Regions from separate parts of the Mus musculus genome. Here region 2 is linked to region 1. The links are chromatin contacts, called in public HiChIP or PLAC-seq maps. All regions are on one chromosome and are shown on one strand. Each heading gives the region's core, a stretch centred on a gene start, on an enhancer-like site or on the middle of the called end of the contact. The rest is flanking DNA. Distances are from core to core; before and after follow the strand shown.

The links. HiChIP or PLAC-seq counts read pairs in DNA pulled down with a chosen protein or histone mark.
Region 2: an H3K27ac HiChIP or PLAC-seq map of embryonic stem cells shows a contact between it and region 1, with 7 times the contacts expected there. The contact joins two enhancer-like sites. A contact is called at or near these places in 1 of 484 Hi-C or Micro-C datasets (embryonic stem cells), 3 of 115 datasets of contacts at active chromatin or transcription factors (all in embryonic stem cells) and 1 of 9 other capture datasets (adipose tissue).

What each region holds. Positions count from the first base shown.
Region 1 is chr1:86,307,445-86,314,772 of GRCm38.p6, forward strand. No RefSeq gene overlaps it. Among named protein-coding and RNA genes, the nearest start is that of Gm28626, 7.0 kb to the left of the region's middle. RefSeq lists a cis regulatory region at 3,152-4,305. Within about 2 kb of position 4,212, at least 34 of the 459 cell types and tissues checked have an H3K27ac peak or open chromatin away from gene starts, as enhancers often do. A contact at or near this core is called in embryonic stem cells, where this site is marked.
Region 2 is chr1:86,483,281-86,490,608 of GRCm38.p6, forward strand. No RefSeq gene overlaps it. Among named protein-coding and RNA genes, the nearest start is that of Gm41907, 14 kb to the left of the region's middle. Within about 2 kb of position 4,186, at least 406 of the 459 cell types and tissues checked have an H3K27ac peak or open chromatin away from gene starts, as enhancers often do. A contact at or near this core is called in embryonic stem cells, where this site is marked.

The sequences.
Region 1 (7,328 bases), core at 2,962-5,461:
CTAAGTATCAATTAGCAAAAGGCAAGAGTTCAGGCCCAAGGCTAGTGTTCCAGTGGGTGCCCTTAGGCTCACAGGCTCCCTGATGTCCTTCGGAAAGCATTGAAGTAGACTTGGCTGGAAGGAGAGCCCAACACATGCAGGACTTTTGCCAAAGCTGCTGCTTCCGGAGAAAGGAGAGCGGTTACTGCCAGGCCAGGATCTTCTGAGATGGTAGTGAGCAGGCCAGCTGTGTCCAGCTCAGAGCGCTCCACCATGGGCCCAGCAGCTCCGATCCAAGTCCTAGGGTTGGAAAGGACAGGGCTGCCACCATTTCTCCCTAGCACAGGTCTTCCCACACCTCTCTTTGTTAGCTGGCTATATTATGCGTAGAGCTCAGTGCAAAATGTATGCCTAGTTCCCAGAAGTTAAAAACTTTAAGATTGCAACAGTGCAGAGCCCTTTGGAGGAGCCAGCCCCCAAAACAGCAGCAGGAGAGCTAGAAGGGCCAGACAGGCTCAGGCTGTGAAGCTGCATCTAAGGACCAGGGAGAGACATGATTTAATCAAAGGTCAAGGGAGAGAGATGGATGCTTGGTTGTGCAGCTAGGTGGCAGGCAGGCCTGCATCTCAAGCCTCGGAGGTTTAGGGAAGTGTCTGGAGCTGACCCTAAGAATGGGGCAACAGGTCAGTAGTTCTGAAGCGCCTACTTTGGCTTCCTTTGTCTTTGTCTTGGGTCCTGTGGACTGGGAACTCAGTGAAATTCGCCCCTGTACTGTCGGCCTTGATAACTAGTGATATTATCAAGACTCAGGCCAGTCCCTTCTTTCTGAGCCTTGCCTACTGAGCCAGAGTGTGTGAGGTTTTTGCTTCATTTGCCCAAGGCTGGGCTGGCAGGCCACAGTAACTCAGCAGAAGGCCAAGGAGCCCCTCAGGGGCATGCTGTCACACTTTCCATCCCCCTGCACCAGCCCTGACTGAGCCTTGTACCTGCTGCTCAAAGGACTAGGGGTATCCCCCCCCCCCCAGGTAGACTGGAATGTGGGGAGGAGCCACTATGGGGTGGGGGTAGGGAGGGGAGACAAAGGGGAGGTTCCCTGCTGAGTTTGTTAACAGATCTCAGCTCTTTGGTCTGGAAGTGGTAGAAACATACCAGACCCAGAGATACTCAGGCAAGGCTTCTCTGTTAAGACATGGCTCCAACCAAGAGCAGGTTTAGGCCAGTGGTTCCTAGAACAAAGGAAAGGGGTTACTCTTACAATTAAAAAAAAAAAAAAAAAAAAAAAACTCCAACCATCCATCCCATCCAGGTTATCTGAAGGGATTCAGAACCAAAATGGGTATTGTCTAGTCTTGACTGGTTTGTGTCCCCGTCCTCCCTGTAAGAGTAACAGATTGTAGAAAGCTCTGGTCCTGACTGGTCAGGGGCTAAGCAGTCTCATGCAGTTCGCTAAGCAGCTTTGACTCTCAGGGTTGGGTATATTCTCTGGAGAGTGCCTTTATCCTACATCTGAGAGAATGAATGATTGCGTTTCTCCGCTCAAGGCTATGTGCGGGCCCTGGGTCACTGTTTGAATCTTCGGATAGAGGACCAACCAAACAGGCAGGCTCCTCCCTAAGGTCAGATGGGCCTGTCTCTTTTAGGTGGCCCTGTCTGTTTCAAGTTAGGGTGCTCTCTGCAGGCTCTAAACTATCAGAACACACCAGGGTCCACATCCTGCTAGTCCAAGCAGGACAGGACTCTCTTCCCCAAACTATACTGTGAGATGTTCAAACTGTCCCAGCTGCTGCAGCCCCTGCAGGACCCCCTCTCAGTTGCCATTGGCTCTTTCCAGTTTGCCTAAGAATGTGAGTTCCCAGCCTTCTCTATCCAGGCTGTCTCTATAAAGACACTTATTGCTGGGATTACTTAAGGAAACAGCATAAAGATAAAGGTCTTTCCTGGAAGATTCTGCCCTTTTCACCCTTGTCTTGTTTCCTAGTTGAGAGGCGTGTCCCATCACCAAGGTTGCATGACAAAAGACAACAAGAAAAGTCTAACAGGTTCCTTCCTGAGGCCAATCTCTGGTACCCCTGGCTTGACTGGCTCTCACAATGACTCCACACCTTCTGGTAGCTGGTATGACAGTTGTTAGAGACTGGTGGAGGCTATGTGAAAAAGGAAAGGAAGCTAGAAGAATTGTCCCGCTAGAGGTCAACCACTGCGGAAGCAAGACTGTGTGTGAGCATGGCCTGGGGGCCTTGGGGGTTTATGGGCTTGTAAAGTGGGGTTGGGATGGGAAGGTCTGGCTGTAGGTCAGTTCCCCCCACCCATCCCCAGTCTCAAAATGGTAGATACCAGCCGGTGGGTATGTGGATCGCCTGATCCAAAGCTTCCACAGGTGTTATGTGTCGACTCCGCTGTCCAAGTCTGAGAGACTGTCCCACCTGAGGCTTCTGGGTAATTAACTCTTCAACAGGCAAGTTCTACCATGGGAAACCCGTGCAGTGCTGAGGTAAAGCCAAGGCTTCTTGCAGGCTTAGGCAAGCACTCTACCAACTGAACTGTCTCTCCAGCTCTCTTTAAAAGTTTTCCAGTCGGGCTGGAGAGGTGACGCCGTGGTTAAGAGCGCTGACTGCTCTTCCTGAGGTCCTGAGTTCAATTCCCAGCAGCCACAAGGTGGCTCACAACCATCTGTAATGAGATCTGATGCCCTCTTCTGGTGTGTGTCTGAAGACAGCGACAGTGTACTCATATAAATAAAAATAAACACATCTTTAAAAAGGAAAAAGTTTTCCAGTAATCAAAAAGTTTCTGAAGGGGTAGAACTCAAAAAACCAGGGAAGGCTGTTTTAGTGACCTAATCAGACTGAATGGGGAGACCGAGCAAGGCCTGTCTGCTTGGACTTCTCAAACAACGACCTGTCTTGAGTTAGAACTCCTATTCCCAGACAAAGATTAGGATCCTCTGTGGTGAGTCTCCCAAGTAGAAGGGGTCAAAGAGGTTTGCTTTTCTTCTCCTTTAGTTCAGAGTGACAAAGGGCCGGCACTTACTATCTTTTTCTGGGTGGACATTAGTAACAGTAACAACTGCGGAGCATAGTCACTAGGTCCTGCGCTGGGAACATTTTGCATGTATAATCTATATTACTTTGTCTTTAGTAAAAACAGGTTTACGTTTCCATGTAAACTCTTTTATGTACCCTTGTCAGGGTGGGGGTGGGGGAACCCAAGCACACCCTCTTGGATCGTACTCCCAAATATCTCAGCGGGCAGTTCCAACTGTTAGCTCTCGCTCCACACCGGGGCACTACTGAGCGGACCTGCACAGTTTGGGGGCTTCTCGGGCCACGCAAGCTGCGGTGAAGCCTGAACTTCAGGCATCTAAGTATCTGCCTCTGTAACACTCAACATGACAGCCATCCTTTACCAAAGAGCAGTTGGCTGTGGGGATCTGGGTCCAGGGCCTCTGGGTGAATTCCATAAACAACCTCAGGCTCTGTTATAAAGTGGCAACTTTTAGGTTTGGAATAACAATCGGTGTGTGTGCTGGGAGGAGGGTTTGCTTACTATGAACAGAAGGCTTCAACAGCAAGAAGTTCCTGTCCTCAGCTACCAGCTCTGTATTCAAAGGGGACTTGAAAGGGGGCAAAAGGCCATCCCACTGTTACCCAGAGCTGGGCGGCCTCCTCCAGCATATTTGCATAACTAAAGGAGACCACTTAAGGAATCCTGGCTTTCACAAAGGAAACCTGTTCCTAGGTGTAGTACCGGGGAGTAGGGGACGCTTCTGGAATTCCGTTCAACACTATATTCAAAGGAAGAAATGGAGGTCTCCGAAGGATCCCACAGCTATTGTGTGACAGGGATTGACTGGAACCCTATGCTCCCAACCCCCACTCCATACCATTTCCCCCGGCATCCCTCCCCTCCGGGTTCCTTACAAACAACCTAGTGGTAAATGTGTTTGCTTCTCTGTAAAAGCCTCCAGCACGCCAAAAACTGTTAGATTCAATGAGTGACGGCATTTGGAGAATCTCAGAAGCATAGCACCATAATTATTTAAATATTCTGATGCAAGGGTTTTCTGTTCCCACAAAGCCCTGGCACTTACTGAAATGGGAGGGGTCGGAGATCAGAGGACAGCTTGCAAAAATAAATTCTTGCCTTTCAGTAAGGTGGGACCTGGGACTAGAACTCATGTGTCAGGTTAGGTAGGAAGTGCCTTCACTTGCTCAGCCATCGGGCGGCCCCCCTTTCCCACCACTTTCTAAGCAGATGACTGCACACTGACCACTCTGGGGGAACACTGAGGTTGACTTCTCTCCCTTCGGTAGACAAACCAGTTTTCCTCCGTTTGCAATTCAATTCTACAGCTCTGTGGGGAAAAAAAAAATGCGGGCTGTTAAAAGGCTACTTTAGCTGCCGGACTATTCTGCCTCGAACCAGTAACTGTTTTCTTATTTAAACAAACACCTAAACTCGGGAGTGGGTGGAATGCAACTTTTGCATAAATTTCGGATACAAAACTGGAACTGTAGGAAGCTAGGAGATGGTTAATTCTAAATCAGTAGGTAGTTAGGGAGAGAGAGCTCAGACTGACCTCTGAGTGCTTCCACTATAGATGGAGCTGGGCCCTTGCACAAAAGAAGCCCCTCCTTTCTGTAGCTTTTTTTAGTTTTTAATTTATTTTTATTTTATTTATTATTATTATTTTATATATATATATATATATTTATTTATTTATTTATTTTGGTTTTTCGAGACAGGGTTTCTCTGTATAGCCCTGGCTGTCCTGGAACTCACTCTGTAGACCAGGCTGGCCTCGAACTCAGAAATCTGCCTGCCTCTGCCTCCCGAGTGCTGGGATTAAAGGCATGTGCCACCACGCCCAGCTTTTTCTTTTTTTTCTTTTCTTTTTATTTTATTTTATTTTATTTTATTTTTTCACTCCTGCAGGCCTCTGAACTAACTACCAACCAGCAGGATAACTCCCTGCCCCATTCCCTGGCCAGCCACAGATAACCCTCAGGGTGGCCTTTGCCAGCTTTTGAAAGTCCCCACCCCTGTCTTAATCAAGTCCTTGCAGACCTTTAAACCGACCCAATGGGCTAAATGTATCATGCCCAGTCCAATTTAAAGGGAACCCAGCCCTGCACCACACCCTATTAGAAAATATATAAGCCAAGGTGTGGTAGGCACTCATTTAGTCCCTGCATTTGGAGGGTAGAAGCAGATGTATCTTTGTGCTCCCGAAAAAACCAGTCTGGTCTAAGTAGGGAGCTCCAGACCAGGCAGGGCTACATAGACTTTGTGTCAAGAAAAATAAACAAACAAACAAAAACCCAACACACACACAGAGAAACAGAGAAACTAACTACCTCAGGACAGAGAAAGCTACCCTTTTTCTCTGATACCTCCCGCCCCCCTCCCCGCCCCCCCACCCAGTCGCCCTTGTTAGGCACGGGATTTCGCCTCTGCAATAAAATTTGTGAAGATGGGTGCTGGAGAGATGGCTCAGCAGTTAAGAGCACTGACCACTCCACAAAGTGAATTCCAGGACAGCCAGGGCTATACAGAGAAAACCTGTCTTCAAAAACAAAAACAAACAAACAAAAATAATAATAAATTGTGAAGATGGACTGCAACTTTCTTGTCCAGTAATTCTTTACCAGATAGAAAAAAGTACTGGAGAAAGGAGAACTAACAGGCAACATAAACTTGGAAGTACATTTTACATTCTCTATAGGCCCTTCAAGGTAAGCCAAGTACTGTATATATCCAGTCTCTTTGGTGTGGTCTGAATCTCCCTAGGGGCTTGGAGAAAATACTTGACCAGGCCATAAACTGAGCGAATTAAAAAGGAGCAGGAGAGCCGGGCAGTGGTGGCTCATGCCTGTAATCCCAGCATTTGGGAGGCAGAGGCAGGCGGATCTCAGTTCGAGGCCAGCCTGGTCTACAGAGTGAGTTCCAGGACAGCCAGAACTTCGCAGAGAAACCCTGTCTCAAAAATCAAAATCAAAAACAAACAAACAAACAAAAGGAGCCGGATAGTTGGGAGTGGGCTTGGCACTAGCCAAAGGCCTTGAGACTCCCAAGAGCCTGGTGCTAGCCTGAGGGAATGGGATTTAGTGACCCATGCAGAACAGAAGGTGACCTATCGCGAATGGTACTGCGCTCTGGATTTCTCCGGCACAACCCAGCTGACTGCAATGTCCAGAATTCCTTCCCAGTCCTGGGTTCTGCAGGCCCAGCGTTTGAAGTCACCGGCAGGAGGGAGCCCCAGGTGGTCAACATCTGAGACCTTGCTGGGGACAGATGGAGTGCCCTGAGCACCTGTTGGATCCGGGGGAGGAGGCTTGTCGCGGCGGGCGAGTGCCCATTCAGAGGGATTGACTTTGTGCTGGGCGCCAGTGGAGTGAATGGCGTGCAGTGGTCAGCATACCCCCCGGGGCAGGCTGAGGGAGGGGTTCCCTATGTCCCCAAGGAGCAAGGGGACCTCCATAAACCCCGGAAAAAAGCGGGGAGCGCCCCCTGCCGACCTCCTGGACACCAGGCGCTAGAGAACTAATACCTTGGACCATTAGGTGCAATCTGAAATTTAGCATCACTTGAACATTATTAATGTTTTCGGAGAGCGTTGGTTGACTTCACACCAGACAGGTATCGGAAACTGACGTCTGCAGTGAGTGCGAAGGGTTCTTACTCTTTGCATACCCGGATGTATAAAGGTCTCCATTGACCCAGTTTATAATGCAAAAGCTCAGGCTTCAGCAATTCCAGCAAGGCTACCACCTGCCACAAAATATCAGTTAAGAGTTACAAAATATCAGTTAAGTGTCCATGGAGGCCCAAGCTTGGAATCTTGACACTTGGAAAGTTGAGGCAAAAGGATCCCACACAAGTTTGAGGGCAGCCTACGCTACAAAAACAAAACAAACAAACAAACAAACAGAGAGATTTACTCAGTGTGGCCACATTGGGAAGAATAAATAAAAAGGTCCAGTGAGTATTGGCCTGCGCCAGGTTTAAAGAGAAAAAGCTGAGAGAGAGAGAGAGAGAGAGAGAGAGAGAGAGAGAGAGAGAGAGAGAGAGAGAGAGAAGCTATTCATGATAAGGCCTGGTGAATCCAGTGAATCTGTGGTCTGGCTGATCGCTGCCACTGTTCTGGTTGTACAAGGTGGTCCTGGACTCCGCCCACCTCAAGGCTTGAGGGGCTCAGCCTGGGTCCTAGAAGATGAGCACTTGTGCCTCAGGCTGCAGCATGCCTTCCTATAGAATCACCCTTGTCTCAGAACTGGTTTGTTTCCCAAGCTTTGATCTTCCGGCAGAATTAGAATAACAACTTATCTCTGTGCCTTCAGCCAAAGGAA
Region 2 (7,328 bases), core at 2,936-5,435, 180 kb after region 1:
TCTGTGTGATTTCAGCACTCCAGAAGCAGAGGCAAGCAGATTTCTGAGCTCAAGGGTAGCCTGGTCTACAGAGCAAGTTCCAGGAAAATCAGGGTGACCCTGTGTCTTAGTCAGGGTTTCTATTCCTGCACAAACATCATGACCAAGAAGCAAGTTGGGGAGGAAAGGGTTTATTCAGTTTACATTTCCACATTGCTGTTCATCACCAAGGAAGTCAGGACTAGAACTCAAGCAGGTCAGAAAGCAGGAGTTGAAGCAGAGGCCATGGAGGGATGTTCTTTACTGGCTTGCTTCCCCTGGCTTGCTCAGCCTGCTTTCTTATAGAGCCCAAGATTACCAGCCCAGAGATGGTCCCACCCACAAGGGGCCTTTCCCCTTGATCACTAATTGAGAAAATGCCTTACAGTTGGATCTCATGGAGGCATTTCCTCAACTGAAGCTCCTTTCTCTGGCATAACTCCAGCCTGTGTCAAGTTGACACAAAACTAGCCAGTATACCCTGTCTCTGTATTAGAGAGAGAGAGAGAGAGAGAGAGAGAGAGAGAGAGAGAACACTCTGTCCCCCCAAAAGGAAGCATTTTGACAGGGCCTGCTCCCTGCTCTGAGATCCATTGCAGCATCAGAAGAAAACAAAACTCATTGCTCTGTGGACTGGGCAAGGATGTAAGTATCTTCAGTGATCGACATGAATGTGCGGCTTTCTTAATGCAACCAAGTACTTGACCTGTTCCTTCCATCATGGTTCAGAAGCTGCCACAATCCCTATCACTAATTTACTAAGCACCTACTATGATGTAGACACTTTACAATGATTACCTCCAACCATTCCCCTGAAATTCTGCCAAGGTTGGGCCTTCTTGCTTTCACCTCCTCATTTTTTTTTTTTTTTTTGTTTCCGAGACAGGGTTTCTCTGTGTAGCCCTGGCTGTCCTGGAACTCACTTTGTAGACCAGGCTGGCCTTGAACTCAGAAATCCTCCTCCTGCCTCTGCCTCCAAGTGCTGGGATTAAAGTCGTGCGCCACCACCGCCTGGCTTCGCTCTCCTCTTTTTACAGTCCTAGAACTTGAACCCAGGACATCACACAAGATAGACAAGTGTTCTACAACTGAGCCCAGGACATTATCCAAATCTTCCAGATGAATAGAAAAAATCAGATGAGCAACTTGGCAGAGTCCCAGCTAACAAGTGTTTGAGTATTTGGTTTTATAAAATATAACAAAAGGCAATTTTCTAGATAGCGTTTATAGCTGTAGAGAACACTTTTTATTTTTATTTCCTAGGAAAACTTAGAGATGCTTATTAAGAAGTTCTGATTCAATAAAGGGACTGGGTGATAAGACTTGAACTCTCATTTTTGGTTACATCTCCTTCCCCTGCCCCCCACTACTTTTAAAATGAATGAGCATTAGGGTTCCTTTATATTGTCAAAGTGACAATTCACAAATGTAAATTACTTACTGTAATTGGGAATTAAAGAACACATTTAAGTGGAGCACGGTGGGACAGACACTGCCTGGTCTGTAGTTGCTGCTTTTTTTTTTTTTTTAATTTTACGTGTATGAGATTTTTGCCCAAATATATGCAAATGCTAGTGAATTGCTCACAGAGGCCAGAAGAGGGGGTCAGGACTCTCAGATCTAACTACAGAGTCAATCACTTTAGTCAATCAGTTCTAGGAACTGAAGCCAGGTCTCTGAACAAACAGCCAGTGCTCTTAACCATTGCACCATCTTTCTTTCTTTCTCAGATTTATTTTATTTATGAGTACACTGTAGCTGTCTTCAGACACACCAGAAGATGGCGTCAGATAACATTACAGATGGTTGTGAGCCACCATATGGTTGCTGGGAATTGAACTCAGGACTTTTGGAAGAGCAGTCAGTGCTCTTAACCGCTGAGCCATCTCTCCAGCCCCACACCATCTTTCTAGTTCCTCCCACGTAGTTGCTTTACGGAGACGGGATCTAGACCAGTCAAAGTTGCATGAATACAAGAGATCCTATCTCAAAATGAAAACAAAAACCAGGGTCTGTAGGATGGCAGAGATAGTCAAGAAAGGTTCTTGGTAGAGCCCTAACCCTGAAAAACTGAGACCCCCACAGATTGGTCAGTTCCCAAAAGTTGTGCTCAGACCTACAGATGGCATGTGAAAGCCTGTACTAAATAACTGATAGGAAAAAAATAGCATTGAGCCTTCATTTTGTTCTGAGTCATTGATTTTTCAGATTTGTTTGTTTGTTGAGACAGGAGTCTCTGTGCTGCCCAGGCTGTCCTGCAATTTACTCTGTACCCCAAGCTGGCCTTGAACTGAGAGATTTACATGCCTCTGTCTCCCAAGTACTAATATGAAAGGTGCGTGCCACCATTGTCTGGCTCCTTTTCTTTTTTAAAGTTCTATTGTTTAGAGACAGGGTTTCCCTATGTAGCCCTGGCTGTCCTGGAACTTGCTCTGTAGACCAGGCTGGCCTCGAACTCAGAAATCTGCCTGTCTCTGCCTCCCAAGTGCTGGGATTAAAGGCATGCGCTGCCCGGTTAACCCCCTTCCTTCCTTCCTTCCTTCCTTCCTTCCTTCCTTCCTTCCTTCCTTCCTCTCTTTCTTTCTTTCTTTCTTTTTTTTTTTTTTTTTTTTTTTTTTTCGAGACAGGGTTTCTCTGTACAGCCCTGGCTGTTCTGGAACTCACTTTGTAGATCAGGCAGACCTCGAACTCAGAAATCCCCCTGCCTCTGCCTCCCGAGTTCTGGGATTAAAGGCGTGCGCCACCACGCCCAGCCTAACCCACTTTCTTATACAACCCAGGACCACTAGCCCAGGAGTGTGTGTGTGTGTGTGTGTGTGTGTGTGTAGAGGTTGTACAGACCTGCTGTGTAGACCAGGTTGTCCTCAGACTCACCAAGATCTGCCTGCTTCTGTCTCCTGAGTGCTGGGATTATAGGAGTATCTAATAACAATTTTTATTTCTTTTGAGCTGACCTCTACCTGAGACCTGACTCTGCTTCCTAAACGCTTGTATTAATGGAAAAAACAAAAAACAAAACCATACCAGCTAATTGTATCTTTTGGGGGGTAAGGGGGATTGAACAAGGTTTGGACCACTCTCTGTAGACCAAACCTTGAACTACGAGATCTAAGAGATCCACCTGCCTGTGCCGGGTACTGGGATTAAAGGAGCGTGTTACCACTGCCTGGCCTAATTTTATTTTATTTTTTTTTGAAGATTTATTTATTTATTATATGTAAGTACACTGTAGCTGTCTTCAGACACTCCAGAAGAGGGCGTCAGATCTTGTTACAGATGGTTGTGAGCCACCATGTGGTTGCTGGGATTTGAACTCCGGACCTTCGGAAGAGCAGTCGGGTGCTCTTACCCACTGAGCCATCTCACCAGCCCCTAATTTTATTTTTAAAAGATGTTTTTTATTTTATGTGTATGGGTGTTTTCCCTGCACAGGTACCTATCTATGCACCACTTTCTTGCCTGGTGCTCAGGGAAACAACAGAAGGCAGTCTCTGATCCCTTGGGATTAGTAACAAGATGGTTGGTTGTGGGTGCTGGGAATAGTATGCTAGCCCTCAATAGTAAAAAGTGCACTTAACCACTGAGCCATCTTTCTCCGGACCGCTTTTATTTCCTTTTTTGAACATGTTTCTAAACTAGGGTTCAATGACCCTGAACTCTCTTGCCTCCACTGCTAGAAAGAATACTTACAGGTTATGGTTAAAATACTTTTAAAAATGGTTTGTCACCGCCTTCGGTGAAATGTCTCTTTAACAGAAAATGTATTTCTGTTGCTCAAAGGCATTCCCAAATCAAATTTGCAAATAGCACCTTGCAAAAGGTTGGGTCAGTTCGGTAACTTCTATGCCTTTGCCTTATCCATGGGAGTCTCACATCGCGATACAGGCACTTTACAAAGGGTTAAGCTACCATCTCCGTGCTCAAGGGGACCGTGAGAGGTAGAGAACTCGGGAAGCAAGAGGCGCCATGGGCTGCCCAGCAGGCGTGCGGGTCCCCACAGGCTCAGAAACGCTGCCAGCCGCGCCATTTAGGTCGCAGGAGAGAAGATGGAGGATGCTCATCCTCCCGGCGCGACCCGCGCCTGCGCCCTGTGTACCCGATGCGTCCCGTAAGGCCGTTAGAACAGGCAAAGGAGGTGAAAGGGAAAGGAAGGGAAGGGAGCGTAGGGAGGGACCAAGCCCGCGGTTCCGGCGAGCCCGGCTCCTGCGCCGAAAATCCGTTCCAGGTCGTCAAGACCTGAAGCCGCTCCACGAACCCCGGCCGCGCTCCGCGTTTTCCCTAAAGCCCTTTGTGTCCCCGCGCGCCTCTGGGAACGCGGGAACGCGCGCTGAGCTGGGCGCCTGCGCAAAGAAAGACACGCCCCCAACCGGGCGCCTGCGCAAAAGGGGGCGCGTGCAGGTCGCACGCCTGCGCAGAAACAGGCGCGCCCCTCCCGTACTTGAGGATGGGCGCCCTGCTCTGCCCCGCCCCTGCCCGCCATTTCGCGTTCCGTCGCCTCTCCTGAGCCGACGTTCGCGGCGTTTGTGTGATGGACGCCTCGAAGCTGGTACAACAAAAGCCGTCGTTGCTCGAGCTGCGCGGGCTGCGTGTCTTGCCTCTGGCCACGGCACCCAAGGACGGGGGAAGTGGGCGACTGTGCACACTCTGACATGGGTTTGCTAGTCAGCCCGTGCGTGCAGAACCTTGGCGCAGCCGCCTTCTCGTTGTGTCCATCCTCGAAGCCTGCACCCTCCTAACCTACATGCACAGCCAGAGTCGTGTTTGCCCTCTTCTTCTAAGTGTAGAGACTGACGGGCTTCCACGTATCGTGTGAATTCGTTGGGAGGATGTATTCGACCTAAGTGTGTCTTCAGTTGGGTTGCACCTCCTGGCTGATTATAATAAGGTCTGCACTCAACTTGTTTTTGAGTCTCGGGGAGCTGACTAGATTCACCGGTACCTTATTCTGTGTCTTGAGAGAAACTCTCGTTCGAGACATAGAATCCATCGTTCTTGACGAGTTAATATAAAAAAAAACCTAACCACCCGGTTCCCATTCCTTGTGGGATTCTATTTTAACTTTTGAGACAGGGTCTCCCCTGATTGCCCAGGTTGGCCTCTAACTATAGCAACAGCCTGCCTCTGTATCCAAAGTGCTACGAGAAAAGACGTGCGCCACTACTTCCGATGTACCTCTCCTTATGTTTAAGCTTCTCTTTGGGTACAGCTTTTGCACAAAAGGCATGCAGTGACGAGGAGAGTGGCCCCTGGGTGAATATTCAACTAAGGATGTCTTAATGACCCTGGGAAGGAGGTGGGTTCTTTTAAAAGGTCAAAAAAATGTGTTCTGGAGGAAGCTCTTTTGTGGACTGTTGTCGCCAAGCGTATATTTGGATTGAAAGAATCTAATGGGAGGCCCAGCAGTGGGGACAGTCATAGAATAGAGGGTGTGTGGAGAAAGACACGGGTTTGTGGCATCTCCAGAGGAGAGAAGCCTCAAGAGGTGAAGTGAGATTGAGTGCATCCCAGACCAGCATCCTTAGGAATAACTACTACAGTGTGTTCTCTCTCAACATTAACCCCACTGGTAGCCCTAGCCTTAATATAACCTTGAATGCATCCCGCTGATCCTTCCTGGGTGCTGAATTACACCACACCCAGCAAATAGTGCACATATACCTAACAATAGCTACCCTAAGAAGAGACCGGAAACAGATGGGTGTGGGGTCACATGCTTTGAATCAAAGTACTGGGAGGCTGAGGCAGGCCTAGCTCTGAGTTCCAGCCTGAATGGTCTACAAAGGTGTAACTTTTCACGTAGCTTCTAACTGATGGCCTTCTTTCCACACATATCTCCAATGTATCCTGGAGCGCCTGTGTGAGCAGGTCTCAAGTCCACAGATAGCCCTAATGTATCCTGGAGCACCTGTGTGAGCAGGTCTCAGGGACAGGACTCCATTGTAGGCTGTATCAGTCACTTACAACTACAGTGAAGTTTTTGTTTTGTTTTTTAAGATTTTTTTTATATCATGTATGTGAGTACATGGTCACTGTCTTCAGACACACCAGAAGAGGACATCAGATCCCATCACAGATGGTTGTGAGCCACCATGTGGTTGCTGGGAATTGAACTCTGGACCTCCAGAAGAGCAGTCAGTGCTCTTAACCACTGAGCCATCTCTCTAGCCAGTGTTTTTGTTTTACTTTAAGATTATTCTACAGGTGTGTATGTTTTGCTTGCATGTGTATATGTGTGTGCATAACTTGCATGCCTAAGTGCATGTGGAGGCCAGAAAAAGGCATCAGATCCCCTGGAACTGGAGTTAGGAATGGTCGTAGATCACCATGTGGATGCTGGGAACTGAGCCTGGGTCCTCTGCCTAAGGCAAGTGCTCCAAACTGCTGAGCTGTTCTCAACTCTGTCCATCCCTACCTCCATTAAAAAACAAACATCAAGCCAGGTGTGGTGGCGCACGTCTTTAATCCCAGCACTCCAGAGGCAGAGGCAGGCAGATTCTTAGTTCGAGGCCAGCCTGGTCTACAAAGTGAGTTCCAGGACAGCCAGGGCTACACAGAGAAACCCTGTCTCGAAAAACAAAAAACAACAACAAATGAAAACATTTATGCACTGTGTGTGTCCCTGTAGAATTCACCAGAACTGGCAGGGGTTGCTTCTCCATTGTAGTCGGGCTAAGGGATTGGACTTAGATTGTTAGGCGTGGACGAAGGTTACCAGGGAGCTCAGGTTGCTTTTTTTTTCCTCCAATTTTGTGTCACCTTGTGGGAGGATCCTTTTCTGTTACCAAGGTGCTTTGTTTTGTTTTTGTTTTTGTCTTTTTTTTTTTCAACCTACTCTGTAGCCTACCTAGACTGTTCTAGAACCTACCAAGTAACTGGGCCTTGAACTCTTGGCAATTCTCCTGCCTTCGGGTGTAAGCCATCAGACCTGTCTGAGGCAGCATGTCCAAAGTTTCCTTCTAAAACTTTGGGCTCCCTGTTTCCCACAGAGGTTCAAATGGTCATCAGCCTCAACCTTAGTAGCAGGAAGTACAGGTCTCTGTCTCTGTACTGGTCTTCAGTATCCTTAATTAAAACATGGAGGGTGGGCTGGGTGCACCCCTTTAACTCCCGCACTTGTGGGGGAGTAGAGGCAGGCAGTTCTCTTACAGAGGCCAACCTGGTCTACAGGGCTAGTTCCAGAACAGCCAGGACTACACAGAGAAACTGTATCTCAAAAAAAAAAAAAACCCCAAACATTTAAATAAATAAATAACCCTAGCACTCCAGAGGCAAGCAGATCTCTCTGTGAGTTATAGGCCAACCTGGTCTAT